Regions from separate parts of the Gossypium hirsutum genome. Here region 2 is linked to region 1. A link is a contact called in public Hi-C data. All regions are on one chromosome and are shown on one strand. The core of a region is the stretch at or near the end of the contact, and the rest is flanking DNA. Distances in the headings are between cores, read along the strand shown.

Region 1 (5,478 bases), core at 1,260-3,759:
TACAAATTTACAATTTAGTCTTTATACTTTTATTTTCAAGAATTTAGCCTCTCTATCTTTCAGATTTGAAAATCAAGTCCATTTGTTGACATTGTTAATGTTTTTGTCAATTTTTTTGATGTCACATTTTTTAATAAAAATATTCACTTAATATTTATGTAATTAAAAATGATGTTGTAATGAACTTGAATATAACAAAATATTTTTAACATATGTAAAAAATGTAAAATATAAATTTATAGATATAAAATAAAATCAATTAAATAATGAAAAGATACGAAAATCTCAAATGTATGTTTATTTCATTGAAAACGACTTTTATTAAATATTTTTAAGAAATCTGTCAAATAACATCAACTATTCATCAAAACACCAGAACATATTAACTTTTAAAAAAAAGTAAATCATTTTTTAGAAATAATTTTCAATAAAACAAACATAATAAAAAATACAAGCTCAAATATTTTATATAAAAAATATAATAAATACAATTTAAAAATACAATAAATCTAGTAAACTCATATCAAAGAAAAATTTTCACCCAACAAATCTAGTAAACCCATAAATTCTCTTCTTTTCAAGTAAACTAGATTTGCTTTTTCCCAAAAATTTTCTTATTTCCTCAAGAACACTCTCCTTTCATACATCATCTTTAGGGTCGATTTCCATGGCTTCTTAAGAAACAACCTAATCACGAAACCACAATATCTACTCATTGATGAGAACAACATCGGCATCAAATCCAGTGGAAAATTAAATACAAATTAAATAAGAAAAGTAAAACTCATAGATTCTTTCACTGTTTCCATAGAAAAACACTTGACACCATAAGCTGTAATAAAATAAAAATAAAAATTAGCAAATGATTTTTAGATCTAAATTAAGAAAATTTAGTGGAAATTTGGGGGAAAAAAAAAGGTAGTGCCTTAAAAACCTCACCAAGAAAAGGGACGGCGGTGAAATAGGGGATTTAAAAAAAGAACTAAAGCTACCAATTAACAAATCTAAAAAAGAAAACAAAACATAGCTATATATGAGGAAAAACAAAATACCCAAAGTCATAAAAAAAAATCTGGGTATTACCCTCGATTGTAAAGAAAAAAAGAGGATAAAAATAAATACCCATAATAAAAAAAGAAAGCCCCTGGGCACGTATTTCTTATTGTTTGTTGAGGTTTCAGCTTTTTCCTTAATTGGAGATGTTTTTGGTTGAGAGCTACACTTATCTCGCCATTACATGTTGCAGTTTTTAACCCAATAATTAAAATCCATTCAAAACTTTGGTTTCACTTTGAGTTTAGAAAGGAGAGGGGTTGTTTATAAAAAGAGAAGGGAGAGGGAAAAATTTCTATATTTTCCTGCTATCATGGTTCTTCTACGTGCATCGTCCGTTTGGTTGCCTAGAAAACTAGAGAAAAACAGAAAAAGAGAAAGATGAGAAGTAAAACAAGGCTTAACTGTAAAAAGGGCGCCCAGTAAAGAAATCAATTATGTTGTCCGTCAAAACTTGCACTCAATTAAACTCTTTAAAGAAAAAAATTAAATCTGCTCATCAATGTTGATCAAGTTTGAATCCCAACCACGTGTAGATCATGTTGACATGGTAAAATGCCACATTGACAAAATAGTCTTGAATTATTTAAAAGTTTTCATTTAAGTTATTAGACTGTTAAAATCATTACTATATGGTCTTCTCTATTTGCACCGTCCGTACCAATTGAAAGTTTTTCTTCCCTTTCTATTCTACAGTTAAGATTTTTTCATGAAATAACTTTAAATATCATGAATCTGCGAATCAAAATTCAAAAAACTTTCTTTTCTGATCTCCAACACCGATCACTAGATCTACTTGGATCTAAGGTATATTATTCTATTTGTCAATGGGTACCGATCTATCTTCCTGATCGTCAAATCATAGCTTGAAGCTTAGTATTTAAACTTTTTAAAAAATACTTAACAATCTATAGTTAAAAATAAATTAATAAAATTAATATTTTAGATCGATATGATAGAAATATCAAATTATTTTAAAAATTTATATGCATGATAAAAATAACTATACTGATAAATTTAATAGTTGAATAATTAAATTATTAATGGTATAAAAAATTATAAAAATGTACTTATTAAGTCCGTATAAATAGATTCTTCCATACTTTTTATACATGAGATTGATAAGGGTCCCAAAGCAACGAGGAAACAGTTCCGATATTAAAGAAAAGGAAGTTTGTTCAAACATGAGAAACAATAAAATTAAAAACTCAGTTGTAAGTTAAACTTGGAGGAATGAAAGCTAAAGGGGACGAAAAAGTTGAATGTCGCACCAAAAGCAAAGCAGAATATATATATTAATTTAAACAGATAGGTTATTGTATCATGAACCCTAAGCAAATGTCATATATTAATATAAAGAATTTAACATTAAGACACAACCAGGCGTCAGAGCTTACGGCATCGCCACCCACCAACGTGTGAAGAAAGAGCTGACGAGTTGCTATCGTCAAGAGGTTGGCGGAGGAATAAATAAGAAGCGTTTTAAATGTCCCATAAAGTAGGCAGGCATCCCTCCATTAACCCTATCTCAACTAGGGGTGTGCATAATTCGGGTAAAACCGAAAAAATTCGGTTAACCGACTGAATTCGGTTAATCAGTCGGTTAACCGAATTTTTTCGGTTGGGGGTCGGTTAATTTTTTTATAATTTTTCGGTTAACGGTTAATTCGGTTCGAAACCGGTCGGTTAATCGAAAATTTTCGGTTAACCGAAAAAATTAATAAATAAAATTATCCAACCCAACCCAAACTCAATTACCCAACCCAATAAAACTAAAACTAAAGTTTACCCAATTACCCAATCTAATAAAACTAAAACTAAAAGACAACCCAATTTACTAAAGTCTAAAACCCAATTTACTTTAATAATTTATAAATTTTTTAAATTTTAAAAATAAAAAATAAAAAAAATTCGGGTATTTTTCGGTAATTCGGTTAATTCGGTTAATTCGGGTAATTCGGGTAATTCGGGTAATTTTTAACCAAAAATAAAAAATACATAATTTTCGGTTAATTCGGTTAAAATACATAAATTTTTTTTTAAAAAAATCGGTTCAGTTAACGGTTAAAATTTTTGAAAGGTCGGTTAATTCGGTTATAGTAATTTCGGGTCGGTTAACCGGTCGGTTAACCGAATGAACACCCTTAATCTCAACCCCAACCCCAACCCCCAACCCCAATCATTTTCCAGGTTTAAACCTTGTTTTCTTTTAACTTATTCTATTTCTCCTTTGTTTTTGCATGCCATGTCAGGATGCCGGCTCTTCTATTGTCAAATTATAGTTGTTATTTCTTTACTGTACTTTTGGAGATTTTATTTCATGCTTACTTTGATCTCTTTTATTATCTTTACAAACCGAAATTCAAAATTAAAAGAAAAGATGGAAATTTTAATTTCACACCAGATTTCTAATTATGTTAGTGAAATAAAAATTAACTAAATATAGTGAAGAGATAAAAACTATAATCAATTTTTTACCTTAATATAAACGTAATCACAGAAAAATAATTAAATATATTAAGAATTTATGTTGTGTCTAAAATTATTTAAGTTTAATCAGCTGTAATCTCAACACTTATAAGGGTTTGGCACGTGGTGTGATGTGGACCATCTGGTCCGCCGAAGATGCCACATGAATTGGATTCTTATAAATTAAAGTTTTTTAGTAAATTACAAAATAAAATACTATTGTTTTTGAAAAGCATAAATTAAAAGATTAGATTAATTAGTTTGGGGTTATATTAATTTTGAATGTTGATATATGTTCACAGAACATTTCAATGGTGGACCAACCCACCCATTACTCAATGATATTGATGTCTCCGCATTGATGCATCGGTCGGTATTTGCCAAACCTACCTTCTTCTCCTTTTAGCCTAAAAGCTTGAATGCATTCTATCAATGGGTATCTCATAAATTTTTATACAATATTTATTAATCATAACTCCTCTATAATTCTTAAAAGTGGAAGAAAAATATATTTAAACACGATGAAACTTACATTTTTTATTATTAATGCAGTAATGGTGTTAATTAAAATAAAGTTCAATTAATAAATATCTATAAATTTAAATACGATATAAATATATTAGTTTATATGAGTAATTATTTAATATATCATTAGTGTAATTTTTTTAACTCTACAACCAAATTAAAAAATATGACAAATATCACCTTGATTTATATCATTAATTTTTCACAATACATGTGATAGGTTTCCAATTTATATAGTATAATTTTTAAACTTACAACTAAGTATATAATTAGTTTCAATTAGAATTTAATATTAAATTAAATTATTTAATAATTAATTCAACTCAATTCCAATTAATTAAATTCAACTAAATATACGTACGTATAATTCCAATTTTTTTATCTTTATCAACACTTTCTTTATTTTAAAGTAAAAACTTACTAGTTATAATATAAATTATTAATAAAGAAAATATAATATTTTAAAGATGATTATTGATGAGAAAAAAAGGATACATATAGGGAGTGCCAAATGCCATTCCTATAGGTCGGCTGTGTAAGCGCCGCATGGCTCTCTTTTTGGATGACTCACACCGCAATAGCTACGCCAATCATAAGCATTTTCTTTTTGGCTTTATCCATAGAACTTAAAAGTTTGAGAGTTGATCCATGGGGTATCTACCAGACCCTGATTCCTGTCCCGTGAACTCATGTTCAGACATTTGCAGATATGTGGTCTGTACCATGTTTTCAACCCCAAATTCTAAACATGGAGTTGAGTCCAGACCAGTTCATTGAACTGTAAGAGCCACTGGTTATTTCCAAATGATCAAACGTACTGTTTTCCAGCTTTTGATGTGCATGTAAATCATGATATGCACCCCAAGACTACATGATTGATAATTCTTTTTTATTTTTTTTAAAAGTGATAACAAGGTATAAGAAGTCCAAATCAAACAAGAGACACCTGTATGTATTTCAATGTGTAAAAAGTGAAGTCATAATATGAGACGCATATAGTTGGAAAGGAAAGGTAGATAAATAGGGCATGCCCAGTGAAACTGATGAAAAAAGGGATGGATTTAGAATATAAAGACAAGGTTTGACAACAACCCTCGGCACTCTTTGATAGTGGAAAAAGATGTACCACTTTTTTTGTTTTTACATGTGTAGGCACACCATGGCTGGTGCAGAAAGCACTTGCAGGCTGCAGCAGTTGGTAATTCTGGCAATATACGATAAAGAAGCCATCAATAGAGGCTTTCTGAAAGTTTGGGTCCGCTAATCAGGTCACAATCTGCGAGCCAAGCAAATGCTAGTTTTCAATCATTGTCGTTCCAATAAAAGAAAATTGAGAAAAAAGTGGGCGACACGGAGCAAGAGAAGAAGACATCAATATCATTACATGCAAGATGCAACATGTAACCGAGTGATGGAGTCCATTGACGAGTA
Region 2 (5,478 bases), core at 994-3,493, 33 kb before region 1:
GAATCACTAGAACCTTTTAGAAAATAGTAAAGAAACTCACCTTTCCAGACAGCACATCAATAGAAACCACATGTGAAACGCTATCCTGGGCAAAGATAACAGGAGCATATTCTTCCTGAATTGGCGACGGTTCCAAGAAGTCGGGATGATAGTCATCCTTATGAACTGGATTTTGTTCAAGGGTATCCATCCTCTTAATAGTCCAGCCCTGTTGCCTCTCAAATTGTTCCCTTTCAGAGTGGAGCACCCTTACAGCATATGCCACCCCACTTGTGAGGGGCCTCTCAAAAGCAGTTCGTTCTGTGTACCTCGCAAAAGTCCTCTACAGGTTCTTAGAGTGAGTTTCCTTTGTTGAATAAAACACAAGTGATCATAATTCATAACTTAGAACACACATATATCTCTTTGGTGTAATGTTAAATAACCACGCTTAACATACTGAAGGAGGAACATGTATCAAGTTGCCAAAATTCCAATTTGATCTAAAATTCAGGAGCAACCATTATAGTTGAAAATGTATAATCACAGGCAATCAATCACATCAAATGAGAAGCCAAGATTAACCTAGATCAATTTAATTGGCAATTAGATTGAATTTCATAGTAAATTTAAAAAAAAAAACAAAAAAAGAGCAACAAGATTTCACAGTTTGATTTGAGCACAAGGCAAAGAAGACACTAAACAATTCGCAATCAAGCACAAAAAAAATGCTAAGAAAAAGTTGGAAGAAGAGGATATGGATTACCTGATCAATAGCAGATGGGTATTTCCCATGGTGGAAAGTTGAGATCAAAATAGAGAGAGCCTGGATATGGTTCATGCTGACATTAAATTGATCCTGCAACATCCTAGCTCTCTCATCACACATGCTAGCGAGCATCTCCTTGCGCTTTTCGGTAGCTTGAGAGCTCATACAACAGAAGATCCAAATAGAAGCCAAGGTCCAACCAATTACCCATGAAAACAAGAGCTTTCTCCACCAAGACTTGCCAACTCTCTTGGAACCAATATACTGGTAGTACTGATGGTGGATCTTGAAGCTATACTTTGAGATTTCATCCCAACATTTGAACCACATCTTGCTACCACTATCACCAAGGAGACCAGCCTTGGGGTCCTTAAATTCACCATTAATGGACCAGTTCATTGAAATCATAGATGCTATCCAGCAACATAACATCCAAACCAGATGCCCCACCTTTAAACCAAACCCAAATACATGAAGCAAACTCATCCAAGAAACAGTGACCAATTACCAGCTAACTAAGCAAACAGTAACCCCCCCCCTTAGCCTGAAAGTGGGTCTTACCTGCTTGTTTATTCCAGCTAGAAAAGAGAGAGACCCATTGTCAAATCTATAGAAAACTGTCTAGTAAAATCCAACATCTCCAGAAAACCTCAAGAACCTTGGGATAAGAGAATAAAATATTTTAAAAAAAACCCAGCAAACTCCAAATTGACTACAAGACAGAAGGTGTTGTAACCGTGCGGGAAAGAAAAAAAACAAAAGATGCCATCTTATCCAGCACTACACCCTCTAATAACTGAGAAATGCAAGATATAGGACCTTGAATTGAGGAAGACCATGGAAATTTTTCAAAATTACCATAAAAGAAAAAGAGAAATAGAGAGAATGAAAGAATCCCTCTAGATTCTGAGTTTCAATTTTCTAACCACCACCCAAATCCCAGAACAAGAAAAAGACTAGGCCAAAATGTCCAGAAAACCAAAAGGGTTCCAAAACTGGATATCAAATCAATAAAAACTTAGCTAACATAATCTTCCCTCAAGCCAAAAGAATCTGACAGGAAATCCTTAAATTCCTAAAATCAAGCACCAAGACAGCAATTAAACATGTGGGTTTTATTGTTTGACCCCCCAGACCCAAACTTCACCTGTAACAACACCCTGTTGAGATCTATCAACAGAATTTTCGAGCTGATTTTTAGTACAAAGTAATCTTATTATTTACTAAAGATGACACTTTGCTGCTGTAGTTGAAGAGGGAAAAGAAGAACATAAGAAGAGTAGGACTAATGGACATCTACGATTGAGAGAATCTATGAAAGGAAGATGAGAAGAATATGGTTGTAGAAATGTCTGCTAGCATAGGCCATTATCTCTACCCATACCATTCACGACACCCCAACCCCCCCTAATTTAATAATACTACTACTATTTTCTCAACAAAAATAATATAAATTTAAATTCAATGCTTACAAATGTATTTAATTTAACATTTCATTTTCTACTACTATCACTGTTGCACTAATGCAACCTTATCTTATTCTTTCTTTTTTCCCCTTTTAATTTATTAACTAATTCAATTAATAAAAGTTGGAACCTCCCCCAGCATAAAATGAGAAAACCATATTTTTTATATTTAATTATCATTTATATAGTTGTAAAATAAAATAGTTTTACACAATTATATGATTAATATTATATCAATTCAATCGTCATATTCATTCTTCAATCATCTATGTTAAGTTCGGCACAAATTAAATTTTTTAACTATTTATTTTATGAAAAAAATTTCAAACAACTAAATATATATTAATATAGATAATATTTTAGATCAATATAATAAAAATATTGGTCGATTCAAAAGTTCACTTATATGACAAGAACAAATATATTGAAAAATCCAATGGTTAAATTCAGGGGCGAAGCCAGAATAAATATTTAGGGGGCCAGATAAAATTTTAATTTTTTATAGTTTATATCTTTATAATTTGTATAGGATTAAATCGAATTTTTATAATTTTAGGGGAGGCCAAAGTGTAATTTTACATTTATTAATTTAAATTTTTTAAAACATTTTAAGGGCTAAAAGAACAATTTACATTTTAGGGGGGGCGGGGCGCATGCCAACCCCTGACTTCGCCTCTGGTTAAATTGTTAAAATATCCATAAGAATAATTATGAAAAGATATAAAACTACCTTGTTTTATATATTTAAATCAATACTATTTTGCATCATCCATAAATAAATTAACCATTTAAAAGTATAATAAATAAATAAATAAATAGTTTTTAATTAACATCTTATGATTTATTGACAATGTGTTAGTTTATGTGCTATTCATAAAACAAATATAATTTTCTAAAAAAAATTAAAAATAATTTTTTTGAGTTTTTTTTTCCATTTGTATGTTTAAGGACGTTGAAAAATAATATATATTAAATTATGGTACATTCATAAGAATATATTATTAAAAATTTATATAAAAAATTAAATGAAAATTTAATTAAAATGATAAAGTCCAATATTTAAAATCCAATTCAATTAATTTGTGACACCAATTATATTAGAAATTTTAAGTATAACTAAAATATGACACTCATAATATAGATGAAAAAATATTATGTAACAAAATATACTTATTAAAAGTTTATGATGTTTTGGTTGAAACTTGAAATGCAAATTTTAAATTTATAGTGTTTTTTTTTGTTTAAATTTTATTGTGTATAAATTTTAATTGATTTATAAAATTCTAAATGGACAAAAATGCTCTCATTATAATATAACTTACTTTATAGAAAAGAAATGTATTTTTAGTAATTTCTCAACTAAATTAAAATTTGATTGATGAGTGGCACCAACTCAATTAAAGCCAGAGATAATAGATACATAGATAAAGAGTTTGATCTCTACCCATGAGAATTAAATACATTTCATGGTCAGTTTTTTACCTTTTTAAAAAACACTTACGACTAAGATTAATCACTACTACTAATAATCAACATCTTGATTTAAAAAAAATGTTAAAAACTAATGATTAAACAAGTAGAAAATGAATTGTTTTTTTTTAATTGAATTATAAACCTCAATCTTCTAATTAATAAAATCTTCATTTTACATTTTTTCAACAAATAAAATCTAAAAGTAAGTGTAAGAATGAAACTCGTTTTTCATTAAAATAAATCATATGGTTGAATGAGAACGAACAAATTTTTGAAATTAAAACTGGATTTTAAATTATAAATTTAAAAAAAATTGGTCTACAGTTTAAATTGAAACTCCACTGAATTACACGTTTGACAATGATAATCTGTAAGGAAAACTGACGGGTAATGATAAGTCAATTATTAATCTCTTTCCCCTAGTTTATAGTATGAAAAAAAATTAATTAATTAAATGATTTGTCAAATAAAATGTTTTGTAAATATGGAGAGAGTTTTATGTTTTGTTTAATGGTAATGAGATATACTAAATACTAAAAGGTTTCAAAGAAATTAGATTATTTTTGTAAATAAAAAGAAATATGAATGAGCGATAATGTAGTAGTAAAAGAGTAATTAAGGGCAGTTAAAAAAAATAAAAAGCGGGGGCAGACTTTAATCAAGGCAATGTCACTAAAGTGGTGAGTAGGCCATCAAATATTACTGGACAGCTCACTTCCTCTTTTTATTAATGATTGTTTGGGTTATTATAATTTTATAAATTATTAAAATAGTAATATATAAAATATTTAATGTGGATGTGATTAGATTTGTAAAAAAATTATAAATATTTTTAATAAATAAAATTTTAAGATATATATTAAAATTAAGTAAATAATATATAAAAAAAAAATTTTCATAGCAGAGCATGCAGAGTAAAAATAAAATAATGGAAAAACACATATTTAAATAGAATTTGAGAAAGCAATTTATGCCACTTAAATTCTCTATTAAAATTCATCAAAAATGTTCAATTTCTTAATTAATTTTACTTAAACAATTAAATTTATTTTTAAAATTTTAAAAATCTTGATATAATTTTTTTTTTTAAATTTTCTATTCAAACACTGGATAAGATCCACTCAATTACTTTTTTCTATTAATAGAAAATTTAAATGTATAAAACTCGTACTAAATTTAAATTTAACTTATAAATAATGATTTATTAATTAATGAAAAATAATGGAACGAAGATAAATCTATCCAAACACGCCATTAGAGTCGGTCTCTCTGGCTTATCGACTTCCCTCTTCCTCATAGCCAATCAAAACCTCCCACGTTTTCAACTCTATAATGACTTTGCCTTCATTTATTCATCTATTTGCAGCTGCCTGTCTTTTTCCTTTTCTGGACGCTTGCGTCGGGGCTTTTAGTTTTATGTGAGTTCGTAAAAGCTCTTCTTTTTCTCCATAGCAATACAATAATATTAAATAAAAGAGTATATATTATTCATTTTTAAAAATTATTCTAATTGATATTATTAATAATTTTATGTGTTCGTCATTCAATTTTAAAAAGTTACATAGTCACTATTTAAAAGTTTTCATTTAAGTCATTAGACAATTAAAATTGTTGTTATATAACATTCTTTATTTGCACCATATGCATCAACTGAAAGCTTTTTTTCCCTTTACTTCTACAATTTAGTTTTTTTTTCAGGAAATAATTTTGAAGGTCACAAATTTTGGGGCGAAAGGCTTATTAGAGTACGGCCTAGTTTAGGAATATTTTTCAAAAATACTTTTGGAAAAA

What was found. Hi-C and Micro-C count contacts between places; a contact is called where the count stands out from the background.
Region 2: a contact with region 1 is called in a Hi-C map of leaf, with 2.0 times the contacts expected there. The contact joins the promoter of LOC107886429 here to the enhancer-like site in region 1. A contact is called at or near these places in 11 of 34 Hi-C or Micro-C datasets (anther, leaf and petal).

Annotation. Positions count from the first base shown.
Region 1 is chrA03:76,372,027-76,377,504 of Gossypium_hirsutum_v2.1, reverse strand. LOC121219469 (a long non-coding RNA gene) reads right to left here. Exons shown (of 2, transcript XR_005916255.1): 2 at 4,979-5,323. Among protein-coding and RNA genes, the nearest start is that of LOC121219469, 3.9 kb to the right of the region's middle. Within about 2 kb of position 2,509, at least 3 of the 9 cell types and tissues checked have an H3K27ac peak or open chromatin away from gene starts, as enhancers often do. A contact at or near this core is called in leaf, where this site is marked.
Region 2 is chrA03:76,404,718-76,410,195 of Gossypium_hirsutum_v2.1, reverse strand. It overlaps LOC107886429 (histidine kinase 3), which reads right to left and starts at 2,243. Exons shown (of 12, transcript XM_016810386.2): 1 at 746-2,243; 2 at 41-322. The coding sequence starts at 1,234.